3 separate regions of the Mus musculus genome follow, and regions 2 and 3 are each linked to region 1. A link is a contact called in public promoter capture Hi-C data. All regions are on one chromosome and are shown on one strand. Each heading gives the region's core, a stretch centred on a gene start, on an enhancer-like site or on the middle of the called end of the contact. The rest is flanking DNA. Distances are from core to core; before and after follow the strand shown. Region 1 overlaps Banp (BTG3 associated nuclear protein). Region 2 overlaps Fbxo31 (F-box protein 31). Region 3 overlaps Zcchc14 (zinc finger, CCHC domain containing 14).

Region 1 (4,641 bases), core at 772-3,271:
TGCTTTGGCAAGATGTGTGGCTCGCTGTGCTGAGAGGGACAAGATGTGTGGCTTGCTGTGCTGAGAGGGACACTGGGAATGGGCTTCTCCAGGGACTTGCAGATCCCAGTCTCACTCATCCTTCGGCTGCTTTTGGGGAGAGAGCAGAGGTGGGATTCCTTGATGCCCACTGCCCCAGCGCCCCCTGGGGTGGCTGTGTGTTTAGTTTCACTGGGGCCACACCTTTGGCTTTTCCATCATCTCAGGTAGGTATTTGACACCTTTTTTTAGAAAGAGACATTAGCTCTGCGGCTTTGGAGTGTTGGGCCAGTGTACCCCACAGTTAGACACGAGCTTAGCTCCAGGGGTTTGTAGTAGGTGGGGAGACAGGCGCTGCTAAGGCTATGGCCATCTGTCCAAGAGTCTGCCTTGCCTTCCCCAAATCATGGTCTGCCCCGTGCTCACTCAGCTGCAGGCCATGTGCGAGAGGAGGAGTGCGGGCTGTTCATGACCATGGCTCTGTGGCCACAGGCTCCGTGCTAGTCTCTGTGCACTGGTTCCTTAGCTTTGTAAGAACAGAGATTTGGTGAAGTACTGGCATACCTCTACCTGTGTGGGCCCTCTGCCTCCCAACTGCTGGGATTAAAGGTATGCGCCACCACACCACACCCGTGCAGTGACTCTTCCTAAACTATTACCTGGAGGAGACGGTCTCCTGGTCGTAAGTTGCAGGCAGCGCATTGTCCAGAGAGCTCTCCTGGCTTGGTGCCCTGTGGGGTATATTGAATTTCTTGGGCCACACTAGCAGAGTCCGTGCTGGAGCATTCAGACCCAGGCCCAGAGGCAAGGGTTAGCTTGGCTGGGCAGCAGCTCCTCCTCCAGGGGCTTTGCCTCTAGCTCTGGTGTGGTGGCCCTGGGTCTTCCTGATGTGGCCTCCATGGGCCATCTTCTCCTATCTCCTCATAGAGATCCCACTGCTGCTGCCTCTTCCTCAGTCATATCTGTAAAGGCCCTGCATTTTTGCCCAATGATTTTGGAAGACATTGATCCATCAGTGACAGGGATGTGGGTTTCTCTGAGTTTGGATAATCAGATGCTGTCTCTTCCCTGGTCCTGAAGGATGGCTCGGGAAAGCTGCTCAAATGCCTTGGATACAGGCCATTATATGGGTGTGGCATTGGTCTGCCATGGCTTGGCACGGGTCTTGGGATGCCCCGAGAATGCCAGTTTGCCTAGAGAGCCAGGGAAGAGTTGGGTTGGTTTAAGCTGGTGGCAGAGCAGCTTGAGTTCCGGAGACAAATGGGAGACCTCTTCTCAGAAGGGACCAGTCACTGCTGAGGGGTGGCTTAGAATGGCTGTCAGAGACTACAGACTAGGAGGAGTTGTGGGGAGGCATGAACGGGCCAGGGTGAGCTGGGGACAGCCTGCAGGCGTCCTTGGGAAACTTTGCCACCGTGCAGAGGCCTCTTCAGGCCTGCCTCCAAGCCTCTACAGCTGAAGAGCAGCAGTGCCCTTGACTTTCATGAGCTCAGTGCTCCACCACCTTGGGCAGCAGGTGACCCCACAGGCCAGCAGCTGGAGGCTTCTGTTGTTTCCAGGGCTTTTGGTTTTGAGCTTTGGTCCTACTGCATGGCCTGCTGAGCAGAGGAAGGTATGACATCAGGCCTCGTCTTGTTTGTCCTCCGCTGTGACGAAGGTGGACACATAGCCAGAAGTGACACTGTGAGATGGCTTCTCCTATTCCTTGGTTTTGCCTACAAACAGGCACAAGAGCGATGGTGTTCTTACTCAGTGAGGCTTTCAAATGTGTATCAGATGAGGTAGTTGGCCAGCAGGGGGTTCTGTGGTGACTGCGACTGGAAGCCAGGTGACTGGCCTGGGACCTACAGAGGCTTTTGTCCATATCTAAAGCCACTTGTCTCGCGTGTGGTTTCTCAGTGGTTTATGACTCTGTCTATTTGAGATGACCTGGAAGTCAGAACCAGAGCTGCCAACTCACTCCTGAGGGAAAGGGAAAAGTACTTCCAGGTCACAGGCCTGCTGTCACTGTGCCATTGCTGAGTATATGCAAACAGAACACTCAGAGACATCTCCTAATGCCCAGTAGGTAATATGGCAGTGAAAGGGTTCCACTCCTTCTCATGGCTGCTCTTGATGAGAGCAGCTGTAGAGTTTGGGGGAGAACTTCCCCCTCAGGAGACGATCTAAACTCGGTGGCTTTAACAGCCAGAAGAGGACATTTGCCAACTTAGACTTTTGATTATTGGAGTTTGAGTTTCTTCATTTATTTTCCTGTTATTTAGTGAAGTTGCATAAGCCAGCTACAGAGGTCACTGTGTTGAAGAGAAAGTCTTGTGACGTCCTTCACTACCATCCTTCCTGCTGTCATTGGGCCGTGGCAGACAGAGGACCATGGGCTGGAGACAGGGTCTAGTGGTTAAGAACACTTACTCCTCCTAGCAGTCCTGAGTTCGAGTCCCAACTCCCACAGCAGTGGCACACAGCTGTCTGTAGCTCTAGCTCTAGGTGATCCAGTAACTGTGACCTCTGCGGGTACACAAACACACACATACACACAATTTAATAAATATAAATTTTAATTGGCAAATTTAAGGATTGGTGATACAAAAAGTAAGTTCTAAAAAGAGGGAGGGCCATGGCGTGAGGTCGTGAGATGGCCAGGCTCTGCGTGCTCTTCTGTGCTCCCGGCCTGTTCTGTGCTCCTAAGGATCGGCAGTTGGGGTCCAGTGGTGCTCTGCTGTGTGCTGTGTGTTCCTGCTCTACCCTCCAGGGCTGGATGTGGCTACTACCCTTCCCTGGGGTTCCAGGCAACTCTGGGAAGTGGTTCCTGTGCTAAGAGCTTGGGTGTGTTAGGAGACAGCCTGGTAAGAACGAAGGAGTAAGCAACTGGCTGGGAGCACTGGGCAAACATCTTCAGGTGCCTGCTGCTCCCCGAATGCTGGCCAGAATTTACTGAGTGCCCCTCGTTTGTAAGGGAGGAAGGGTAAACACTGTGTGAGATCCCTGTACATTTAAGGTGTTCTAGAAAGCAAGTGTGCTGCACTGAGGGAGTTTTGGATGAGGAGAGGGGACAGTACTGTTTGCTGGTCTGGACTGAGGCGGGCTAGGCTAAACAGAAGAGCAGAGGGTAACGGACTACAGCTTTGGCAAGACCTGTATGAGTGCAGTTTTGAGTCTGATTCCCTAGGCAATTAGGATGGTATATGTCGTCTTGTGAGTGAGTTTAGGGCAAGAGAAGTTACAGGCTTGGGAGTCTGAAGCCTGGGAGAAATGGAGACTCGTTGGTGTTGGAGTGAAGCCTGGTTCTTTAAAGGTTAACTAACTCGACGGGAGGAGTGGTAAATACCTGCATCTGGTCCTGCTGCCCCCAGTGACCTGAGTGATGGGCGTCTTCCTTGATGAAGTGAGATTTTCTAGAAGATGAGTCAGACCTTTAGGAGTAGGCCAGCGGCTCAGCTGGGTCTCTTAGCAGAGCTTAGCTGCTGTTTGGTGCTCTCAGCAGTGGGGCTCAGGACAAGGCCTGCGTATGAGAGCTCTTAACTGGGACGTGTTCTTTCAGGTCACCTCTTCTATAAATTTGGAATCACGGAATCTGACTGGTATCGGATCAAGCAGAGCATTGACTCCAAGTGCCGGACAGCCTGGCGGCGGAAGCAGCGAGGCCAGAGCCTGGCGGTCAAGAGCTTCTCTCGGAGGACGCCATCCTCATCCTCTTACAGTGCCTCAGGTAGGCTCAGGAGGGCGCTGTCCCGAAGCTCCGTTCATCAGTCCTGGCCCTGTCAGTGAGGCTGGCCTTGTGGGAGCTCCCTAGGCAGTGACAAGAGCACAGGGCCTGCCTATTTACACTGTAGGCTCAACAGGAAAATTTAGTGTGGGACCTTTCTCGAGTTGCCTGGTTACTTATCTTCTGAGCGTCCTGCTGCCTTAACAGTAGCTACTGTGTAGCTGCAGAGTGGCGGTGGGTGAAGGACGGAGGGCCCATGTTGTGCTCTTTAGTCTTAGTTTGAGCTTATAGACTCAGGCTTGTCCTTAAGATCGCAGAGACATTCTCTGAGCCCTACCTGTTGGCCCGTCCCCTCCCTTCATGCTAGTGTAGAGCTTGCACTCAGGGTCTTGGGCAATCTTGGCACTGGTACTTTGCCACTGAGCTATGCTCTCAATCCTAAAATTGCCTCTTAAACTGTTTTTCATAGCTTTCTTGGCAGTAGCAACAGCTCCTGAAAGCTGAGTCCTGGGTTTGCTCAGGATCTGGGACAGCAGTGGGCAGGTGGCCGGCAAGGCTTCCTTTCAGTGCACGCTTTGTCCAGGGACTCTGGTTTGGAAGCTACAAAGCTGGTCACCTGGAGCCCTCCTTGAGCATCTTCCAGAAAGAGCTCTTCCTCCTTTGTTTTAGTGGCCATTAGTTACTTAGCTGTAGCCGGTGCCAAGGCTCTAAGGTGGCAGCTGTGTGGGCCACACACATTGTTCCCGGTAGGCAGTGTTGCTGCAGGTGGCACGCAGAACTGGGAGTTGGACTTCTATCCTGGGAACCCAAGGGAGCCTTTAGGCATGTGAGGAATGTGTCTGGTGAGGTTGTGTGTGGCTGTTAAATGGGGCGAGCACGACTTGTAGCTAACCTAAGATGTGCTCCCAAGTGCTGTC
Region 2 (4,641 bases), core at 1,073-3,572, 430 kb before region 1:
GACTGAGGAGCTGGCAGCAGGGTCTCCGGGGGTGCCAAGCTTCTTGTTCATGTGCCCTTCACATCAGCCAAACACAAAGAGTGAATGACAGACATGCCGAGAAACTTCTCTGACCCACACTACTATCTTTGAGGACCTGACACTGTGTAAACCCACGACCCACAAACACCATGAGATTCCTTCCGCTTCTGTAGGAAATGGTGCAGCACTTTCATAGACACGAGCAAAATGAGGAGGAGCTGCGGGGCAACACTGAACCCCAACACTGCCTGTGATGGTTTATATATGCTCAGCCCAGGGAGTGGCACTATTGGAAGGTGTGGCCCTGTAGGGGTAGGTGTGTCACTATGGGTGTGGTCTTTAAGACCCTCATCCTAGGGGTTAGAGAGATGGTTCAGTGGTTAAGAGCACTGACTGCTCTTCTGAAGGTCCGGAGTTCAAATCCCAGCAACCACATGGTGGCTCACAACCATCCGTAATGAGATCTGAAGCCCTCTTCTGGTGTGTCTGAAGTCAGCTACAGTGTACCTATATACATTTAAAAAAAAAAAAAAAGCTGCCTGGAAGCCATTCTTCTCTGAGCAGCCTTCAGATGAAGATGTAGAACTCTCAGCTCCTTCTGCACCATGCCTGCCTGGATGCTGCCATGCTCCCACCTTGATGATAATGGACTGAACCTCTGAACCTGTAAGCCAGCCCCAATTAACTCTTGTCTTTTATAACTCTTGGTCATGGAATCTGTTCATAGCAGTGACATGCTAACTGAGACACTCCCTCAGTTTGCAGGGACGACAAATGTACTTCAAGGATGAGCTGCCATCCCTGAGCTGAGCGCAGACACCCAAGGGAAACTGGATTTTAGAGATGAGCATGTGTGGGCCTTCTGGAAGCGTGGCCTTACAGTCAGCAAAGCCTTACCTCAGGCTGTGGTCCTCCTACCCCAGTCTCCTGAGTGTGGCGGCACACACCTTTGATTCCAGCACTCGGAAGGTGGGGGGTGGGGGGAGGTGGATCTCTGTAAGTTCAAGGCCAGCCTGGTCTACAGTCAATCTGTCAGGCATCTACTGCAGGGCTGCAGCCTCTGGACACAGACTTCTACCCAGTAAGGCCAGCCTGCAAGGCTGCTCCCTGCAGACGGTCTCATCTTGCAGTCACTGGGGACTTAGTGTCACTGTTCCCAAATGTCTCTCTCCCTTGATGTATATCCCAGAAGTCCCTCACAGACAGCAGAGTTGGCTCTGGGCACGGACAAGGGGCCAGCAAGAGAAACTGGACGCCCAAAAGGCCCTCAGGGGCAGATTCCTCATCCAGGCCATGAGCTCGATGCTGACAGATGAACTCACCAGCGACAGGGTGGACACTCAGGTCACCCCTCCATACACGGCTTCACTTCAAACACAGACGTCTGTCTGTTCAGGCACAGCACTGGACTCAGCCATTGCAGTGGCTGCAAGAAACACTTGTCTCCCCAAGCCCCTTTTTTAGATTCATTTATTTTAATATGTATGAAGTGTTCTGCCTACACATATGTCTATGCACCAAGAGTGTGTGTGGTGCCCATTGAGGCCAGAAAAGCATGTGGGGTCCCCCCCGAGACTGGAGCTACAGAAGATGGTGAGCCACCATGCGGGTGCTGGGAATCAGGCCTGGGTTCTCACCACTGCTCTTAGCTGCTAAGCCAGCTCTCGTTTCTTTTTTTAAAACATTTCTTTGTTTTTATTTCACGTTTATGAGCACTTGGCTTGCATGTATGCACGTGGTACACCGCGGAGGCCGGAAGAGGACACTGATCCCCTGGAGCTGGGCTGAGGGTGGGTTGTGCAGACCATGTGACTGAATGAACCCAGATCCTTCCTGCAGAGCTGCTGGTGCTCTAACCACTGAGCAGCCTCCCCATCCTGGACACTCAACCTTATAACAAAGCAAACCCAGAATAGCACTCCTAGAGAACATCAAGCTCCCGCACTGTCCATGAACACCTGAACATTCAGGGGCTGACAGACAGACCAGTCGAAATGCACGCACAGGTCAACATGACCTCTCAAGCAGCCAGCAGAAGGCGAGCAACCTTCATCTCCAGGACACAGTGTCAGGAAGCCCAGTCTACTCTCACAAGTAGCATGGGTCACCCCAGACACCTGCAGAGTGGGGGCCATGGTGGGCAGAGCCCCCATTCGTCTGCAGTCTCTGAGGAGGCTTTCCTGGGCCCTTCAGAGGTCATGGGACATGGGACACCAGTGCCAGGCTTATGAGTCCTGGCTAGCCTTTCCCTCGCCACTGGGGACAGCTGGACAGCTGCCAGAGGACAGTGACTCACAGTGGCCAGGCCCAGGAGTCTCCGAAGGGAGAGGGGGGTGTGTGGGCTTCAGACAGTCTGTGCTGCATGGCTGTGTTTACACTCTGCCCAGAAGGAAGACACACCCAGTTCTTCAGATGCCCTGTGGCTGTCTCTGAGAGCCAATCACCCAGCCCCACCCACTCCCTGTGGCAAGGCCAGCCTTCCCTTAAGCCTGCAGAGACAGACTCAAGCTCAGCAGTGAAGCAGCCTTAAAACAAAAAACAAAACAAAACAAAAACAAAAAAAAAAAAAAAAAAACCTAGTACAGCCTCTGCAGCCAAGTGAAAGGCCACACAGGTGGTATGTGGAAGTTAACTCTTAAATGCCTTATCTGTGTTGATGGTACACCCCTGTCATCCCACTTCAGAAGGGGTGGTTCGAATCCAGCTTGGGGTACCACATGAGGCCTGTCTCACAAAAAGTGAAACAGGTTTAAATCTGATGTACCCACCCAGCACCGCACCTCGGCGGTCAAGGCCAACTAGGACCACAAACCAAGAACCTGTCTCAAAAATAAATAAATAAATAAATAAAAGCTGGAAGTCAAGCCCAAAGCCCCATAGTAGCGTGCTCACCTACATCAGGTACAAAGATCTGGGTTTGATCCTTAAGCCACCACCCACCAACAAAAACCTGAAGCCAGGCATGGCGGCTCACATTTGTAATCTCAGCACCCAGGAAGCTGAGGCAGGAGGATTTGTCCAAGTTTGAGGACACCCTAGGCTACAGAGTGCATGGGATCTTGCCTCACAAGAAACCAACCAAGAACAAAAGCATAAAAATACATCAGCAGGCTGGAGAGATGGCTCAGTGGTTAAGAGCACTGACTGTTCTTCCAGAGGTCCCGAGTTCAATTCCCAGCACCCACATGGTGGCTCACAACCATCTGTAATGAGATCTGACATCCTCTTCTGATGTGTCTGAAGATAGCGACAATGGACTCACATAAAACAAATACATCTTAAAATAATAATAACACCCAAGAGCTGAACTGCTTCCCCAGGGAGGTGTGAGACTGGAAGGCGAGGGAGGAAACTCAACTCAGAGCCTTCGTTCCTCCAGGACGTGGACAGACCCTGTCCTTCTATTTCTCTAACAGTCTGTGTTTTCTGCTGTGCCCCTTCCACTGGTGGGCTCAACACATCCACTGGACATTAAATATCCCTAAACAGCATCTCCCAAGCTCAGCTACTTAACAAAGCAACAGCGTTCATCCTGACAGTCAAGCTGGGAACAGTGGGGGCATTATTAGCCTCTCCTCGCAGAGCAATCCCACAGTCGACTCCCAACCACACCACTGTAAAGGGTGGAACTACAGTGTCACTGCAGTCAGGACACTGCCTACGGGACTCCTGCAGGGTGGGATCCAGGGAGTGAACGCAGGGCATCAAGTTTGGCGCAGGGCATCAAGTTTGGCGGCAGGTGCTGTATTGACAGGGCCATCTTATCAGCCCCTGTATGAACAAACAGCTGAGAGGTCTCAACTCAGCAGCCCTGCACTGCTGTGAGGAAGCACACTTAGGCACGCGGCATCAGAACTGGCCAGCAGCAGACCTGGGTAGAGGCTGAACCACAGAGTCTGTCAGGCAAGGGCAGGTATTTGAGGTCCCCGCTCTTGCTGCTCTGGGGACTAGGATATATTTACAGCTCTTCCTTTCCTCGGGGCACAAACACAGTTGGTCGTTGGCCAAGGAGGTGATGCATTAAAAAAAAAAAAGTTTATGCCCAGGTGGCTGGGTGCTAGGTTCTGTCCCTCTCCTCTGGGGACGACATTACGATCCATGGCACAAGCCCCAGAGGCAGGGCAGAAGTGGCTGAACAGGAGGCAGCCTTTGACCTGCCCGGAGAAAGACATCCAGAAAGGATCCTATCACTGCTTGCTAAGCTGCCCCAAGTCACTATCCATCCTGAACCAGCAGAGCAGAGGGACCAAGGCAGCAACCATTCACGTCTCCATGGGGACGCAGGCCCTGAGGCATAGAATAGTCTAAATGCTGATAACACCATCCCAGGGTCCTAGTGACTTCCCAATCTGAGATCACCCTACCCGGTAGAAAGAATAGGTTTGCTTTTTCGTTTGTTTTCATTTTCAGTGGTACCGAGAGTGGACCCCAGGGAATCACTCCCATCCTCTCAGCTACACCCAGACTTTTTCACTTTTTACTCAGACAAGAGCTAACCCTGAATTCATTCTAGAGCCCAAGCCAGCCTTTAATTTCTCATCCCTCTGCCTCAGCTTTATGAAGCTGGATTACAAGCCTGGCCTCCGAGGCCCACTTACAAACTTTAAAAAGCACATGTTT
Region 3 (4,641 bases), core at 1,461-3,960, 370 kb before region 1:
CCTGCCAGAGTAAACCATAAAAGCTGAAAGTCCTTTCTGATAGAAGAAAGCCAAAAGCAAAGATTCTCAGGAGCAAATATGGCCGAGAAGCTGAGCTGGAGTCTCAAAAGAACAAGTTTCGAAGACTCTGAGACCAAGTTTCCTGGAAGAGGTTTAGATCACCTGAGACACTTGGAAAGGGCACCCCCCCCACACACCTTTCCAGCTGCCTGCAGGCCATGAAGTGAGCTCCAGGTTCCCAGCTCTATGAGCTGTCACACATGCTGGGGTGAGACTTGGTGATGGAACTGTCTTTGAGTCATTTTTGTTCCTATAAGTAACCCCAATAAAACTCAAGTTGGACTTGGTACCTGTGCTTTGGTCTGTCCTGGGCTCCCTATCTGGATGAACAGATATGCTCCACACCTCCCCAGAAAAGGTTCTGACACACAGTAGGACTCATACATCAAAGCTTATACACAGGAAGAGAACTGACACTCAAAACTTCATTATCCATAGACAGGGACCCTGGGCACACATTGTGGGACACCACAGCTGGACTGGGACAGAGCATCCCGTCTCTTCTGGGTGTAAGTTGATGAGTCTCCTGTGTACACATGGAACTGGGCCCACACGCCCTGGTCAGCTGACTGGCCCTGGGGAAGGAGAGGGACTGCAGTATCCTCAGTCACCCCCCGACCCCCACCTTCAGTATTGGAAAAATTTCACAGCACAAATAGACTAGATGTAAAATTTAAAAATAGCAATGCTTTCATTCAGTTTTAAGATCTCAAATTTTCTAATGTGAGGAAAAGGCTCAAGGTTTGAAATCTTGGCAAAGGTGTATAGGTTCCACGACTGAGCGGCTGCTGTGTGTGCCACGGGGCACTAGGCTGGGGAGCTAGCAGTTTCTCCTGAGCCAGAGCCTTGAACCCAAGCAGTGGGCAGCTGGGATACACTGCCCCTCAACTCCTAGCCCTTTGCCCAGGGTTTCCCACTGTCACCTGCCTAGCGGTGACAGATGGCAGGCCCAGAGGCCTGCGGCTGAGGTAGATTGAGGTACGTGACTAATGAAGGCACAGGCTGCCGCCCAATGTCAGAGCCACTCAGTAGAAATCTAGCTAAAGCCAGGCAGTGGTGGCGCACGCCTTTGATCCCAGCAATCGGGAGGCAGAGGCAGGTGGATTTCTGAGTTCGAGGCCAGCCTGGTCTACAGAGTGAGTTCCAGGACAGCCAGGACTACACAGAGAAACCCTGTCTTGGAGAGAAAAAAAAAAGAAAAAAAGAAACCTAGCTAAACTGGGTCAAGAAGGCTTACTCTTGACCAGGCATGGAGGGTATGCCTTTAATCTCAGTACTTGGGAAACAGAGGCCAGTCTGACCTCCTTTGTGAGTTCCAGGCCAGGCAGGGCTATATAAAGAGACCCTATCCTGACGACGACAACAACAACACCACCACCACCACAAAAGGCTCACTCTGCATCCCGGTGTTCCGTGGAGCACCACAGATGCCTATGAGCAACGTGCCACCCGCCAGTCTGTCTCTGTGAACTCCAACTAAACTCAAGAAAAGAAATCCCAGTCGCTCGCTCACTCACTTTACAAAGGCAGCTCACGATGGCCAGCTTCACCAAGAAGTTACCAGGAAGTTTAAGTTGGGCCTGGGAGTGTTGGCAGTGCTTACCGAGCACACACGACATCCTAGGTCTGATGCCCAACACTCCATAAAACAGAGGCAGGGTGGAGCAAACCTGCAATCCTAGCACCCAGGAGGTAGAGACAGAGAGATCAAGATTCAGAGTTCCCCTTGGTTATATAGTAAGTTCAATGCCAAGCTGGGCTGTATGAAATTCCGTCTCAGGAAGGCGGGCGGGTAGGCAAGCAAGGAGGGAAAGAAGTCAGTAAAGAGGGCTGGGCAAAATGGCTCAGTGAATAAAGACATTTGACTTACAACTCTGAGTTCAATCCCTGAAAACGAAGTAAGAAGATAGGAGGACCTCCTCCCCAGGGCTGCCTTCTGCCTCCCACATGCATACTGTTAGGACAGAGATGTACCCACACCATGTGCACACATGATACTAAATAAAGTTAAAGAAGACATCAGAGAGCACTTAAGTTTATAAAGCTACTATTTCACATATGCCCATGATCCCTGGCACCTGGAAGTCAGAACGGAAGGGCCTTGAATTCCAAACCAGCCTGGGTGACACAGCTGCAGACAAGACACACCCTTTTCAGGAGACAAGTTTCATATCCCACTGTGTGAGCAGCTCAGGTACAGCTTTTCAGTACATGGCCATGAGCCAGCAACAGCCCATCATGGTTGCTTGACTCCCACAGCTCCTGACCCTACATCCTGGTTCCAAGAGGAGGCCAGGGGTGTGCTGACAGTCACAGGAGACCAGCACCCCTATCACCAGAGAGCCACAAGCAAACCCAGCTCCCTACCCCAAGCCTACAGATGAAGACAGGGTAGGGGTGTGCGACAACAGGGGCTTGTCCTGGTGTGGGACCCGCTACTGAGACCCAGGCTGAGATCAGGACCACTTCACAAAGCATCAGCATGCCCCCTGGGGACAACAACAGGAAGCACTTCCTGTGTCCATGTAGAGTCAGCCCAGAGCTGAGGCTGCTGTCCCCAGGCCAGCAACTGGCCAGGTCTAGGTCAGGGCAAAGCTGTGAGCAGCCTGATGAAAACACAGGCAGGGAAAAAATGCTTTAAAAGTGATGACTCCAGGCCAAGCGCGCCTGTCAGTCTGCCGTCTGGCTGGCTGGCCTTCCTCCTCTCACCTCTTGCTCTTCTGTTTACACTGGACGCTGTCTTCAACTGCAAGTCTCAGAAACGCTGTTTTAGGTTATTTTTGGTGAGGTTAATTTATCCACATGACCGGCCGGCAGTTTGACTCAGATGCTCTCTGACTCACTTCAGAGTTTCAATGGCCCCATGTGCACATGTCCCCCTCCCATCCTGTGCAAGGCCTGGAGACTAAGCCAAGGTACCCCCTTCCCCAGATCTTCCTGTTAGTTCAAATCCTCTCCGAGCAAAGCACCTTCCTTTACTCTCACGGAATGGTCAGAGGTTCTGCTGCCTGGCTAACTGCCCTTTCATCATCATGGCTAAAACCACCAGCCCAGGCAGGCACCTCAGCCCATTTACTTAGCCCTACTCCTCACCGCAGCCCAGCAGACACACATTCAGTGCCTCATCTCTATGGGCTGTTGTTCATTGAGGGATCCGCTGCTAACACAACAATGCCTTCCATTTAGACACTAGGCAGGCATCTGTAGGACATTCAGCTACAGCCTGAGTTCCTATGGCCCCAGTGGCACTGATTTTCAGGTGGTGCTCTGTACTCCCCATCTTGCCCGGCTGGCATCACTAGGATCTCAGCTGCTCTGCTTGGGTGCCAACAGGCCATGGCTACAGGCAGATCTGATGCTCAGCACCTGCTCCAAGACCAGGACATCCTCCTCCCTCCTGAGGGCCACAGGAAAGCTCATGTGACCTCCAGTGCCGCTGCCCGTTCAGGAGTGCCTTGCTGGAGTGCAGTTTAGGTGCCTGGTCCCAAGCAGCAGAGCCCAGGTCTTGATGCACGCCTTCTAGGTATGTAGATAAGAGTGGTGTGTCCAGGCCTAGTATGTGAAGACCTTTAGGTCTCACCTCGGGGCACAGGCATGTAGCTTCAGATAATCAGGAGACTACAAGAGGATGGCTGGCTCAGGGCCAGTTCAAGATAGAGACTAAGTGCAAGACCAGTCTTGGTGACTTAGTTACAGCCTGTCTCAACAAGTAAAAAGGGGCAGAGTATCCCCAGTGCACTCAAGAGCCTCACCTAGAACATGCAAGGCCTATACTTGATCCCAGGACCATGACTCAGGTCTAAGGTAGACCCTAAAATTCTGCATTTCTGATACTGTGACATTTCAAAATAAAGGATTATGCCTGGGTCAGACCAAAGGCCTGCCCTATAAGGAGGGACATGAGCAGAAACCCCAGGCCATGTGGACAATCAGCCCAAATGGACATGTATCCCTTCCAGGTAAGTCATGGGGGTCATGTGGTTTCATGGCCAATGTTGGTCCCATCCCGACAGCTAATTATCCATTATCCTTGGATAAGGACAATGTTGAAAAGGTTTTCCTCAGATTGTCTGTCCTGTGGAAAACCTCACACGGGCTTCCTGAAAGCTGCTGTAAACTCACTTTAATATTCATCATCAGGAATATAATCTTTAGAAATTTAAATTTTAGACACCTCTTTCTTTCTCTCTACCTATCTATTTATTTATTTATTTATTTATTTGAGACAGGGCTTGCTTGCTTTATTTATTTATTTATTTATTTATTTATTTATTTATTTATTTGAGACAGGGTTTCTCTGTGTAGCCCTGGCTGTCCTGGAACTCACTCTGTAGACCAGGCTGGCCTCGAACTCAGAAATCTGCCTGCCTCTGCCTCCCAAGTGCTGGGATTAAAGGCGGGCGCCACCACGCCTGGCCTAGACACCACTGTCAAAGAGCACATGCTCTTTACAATTAGATTTCTGGAAGTACAGCCCTCCAGATACAGACTGCCACAGGAAGCTGACCAGAGGAAACCTGGGCTTCCTGCAGCCCAGCACCATTGCTCCAACAGGGGATGGTAGTGAGCTGCTGGAGTAGG

The links. Capture Hi-C pulls out chosen DNA fragments and counts their contacts.
Region 2: a promoter capture Hi-C map of adipose tissue shows a contact between it and region 1. The contact joins two enhancer-like sites. A contact is called at or near these places in 1 of 115 datasets of contacts at active chromatin or transcription factors (pancreatic cancer cells) and 1 of 9 other capture datasets (adipose tissue).
Region 3: a contact with region 1 is called in a promoter capture Hi-C map of liver. The contact joins two enhancer-like sites. A contact is called at or near these places in 1 of 115 datasets of contacts at active chromatin or transcription factors (pancreatic cancer cells) and 1 of 9 other capture datasets (liver).

Annotation. Positions count from the first base shown.
Region 1 is chr8:121,997,405-122,002,045 of GRCm38.p6, forward strand. Banp (BTG3 associated nuclear protein) reads left to right here. Exons shown (of 14, transcript NM_016812.4): 8 at 3,560-3,727. Among named protein-coding and RNA genes, the nearest start is that of Mir7237, 22 kb to the left of the region's middle. Within about 2 kb of position 2,022, at least 9 of the 459 cell types and tissues checked have an H3K27ac peak or open chromatin away from gene starts, as enhancers often do. A contact at or near this core is called in adipose tissue and liver, where this site is marked.
Region 2 is chr8:121,571,114-121,575,754 of GRCm38.p6, forward strand. The region is part of intron 1 of Fbxo31 (F-box protein 31); the gene reads right to left. Among named protein-coding and RNA genes, the nearest start is that of Fbxo31, 5.4 kb to the right of the region's middle. Within about 2 kb of position 2,323, at least 112 of the 459 cell types and tissues checked have an H3K27ac peak or open chromatin away from gene starts, as enhancers often do. A contact at or near this core is called in adipose tissue, where this site is marked.
Region 3 is chr8:121,629,206-121,633,846 of GRCm38.p6, forward strand. All of the region lies in intron 1 of Zcchc14 (zinc finger, CCHC domain containing 14), which reads right to left. Among named protein-coding and RNA genes, the nearest start is that of Zcchc14, 20 kb to the right of the region's middle. Within about 2 kb of position 2,711, at least 94 of the 459 cell types and tissues checked have an H3K27ac peak or open chromatin away from gene starts, as enhancers often do. A contact at or near this core is called in liver, where this site is marked.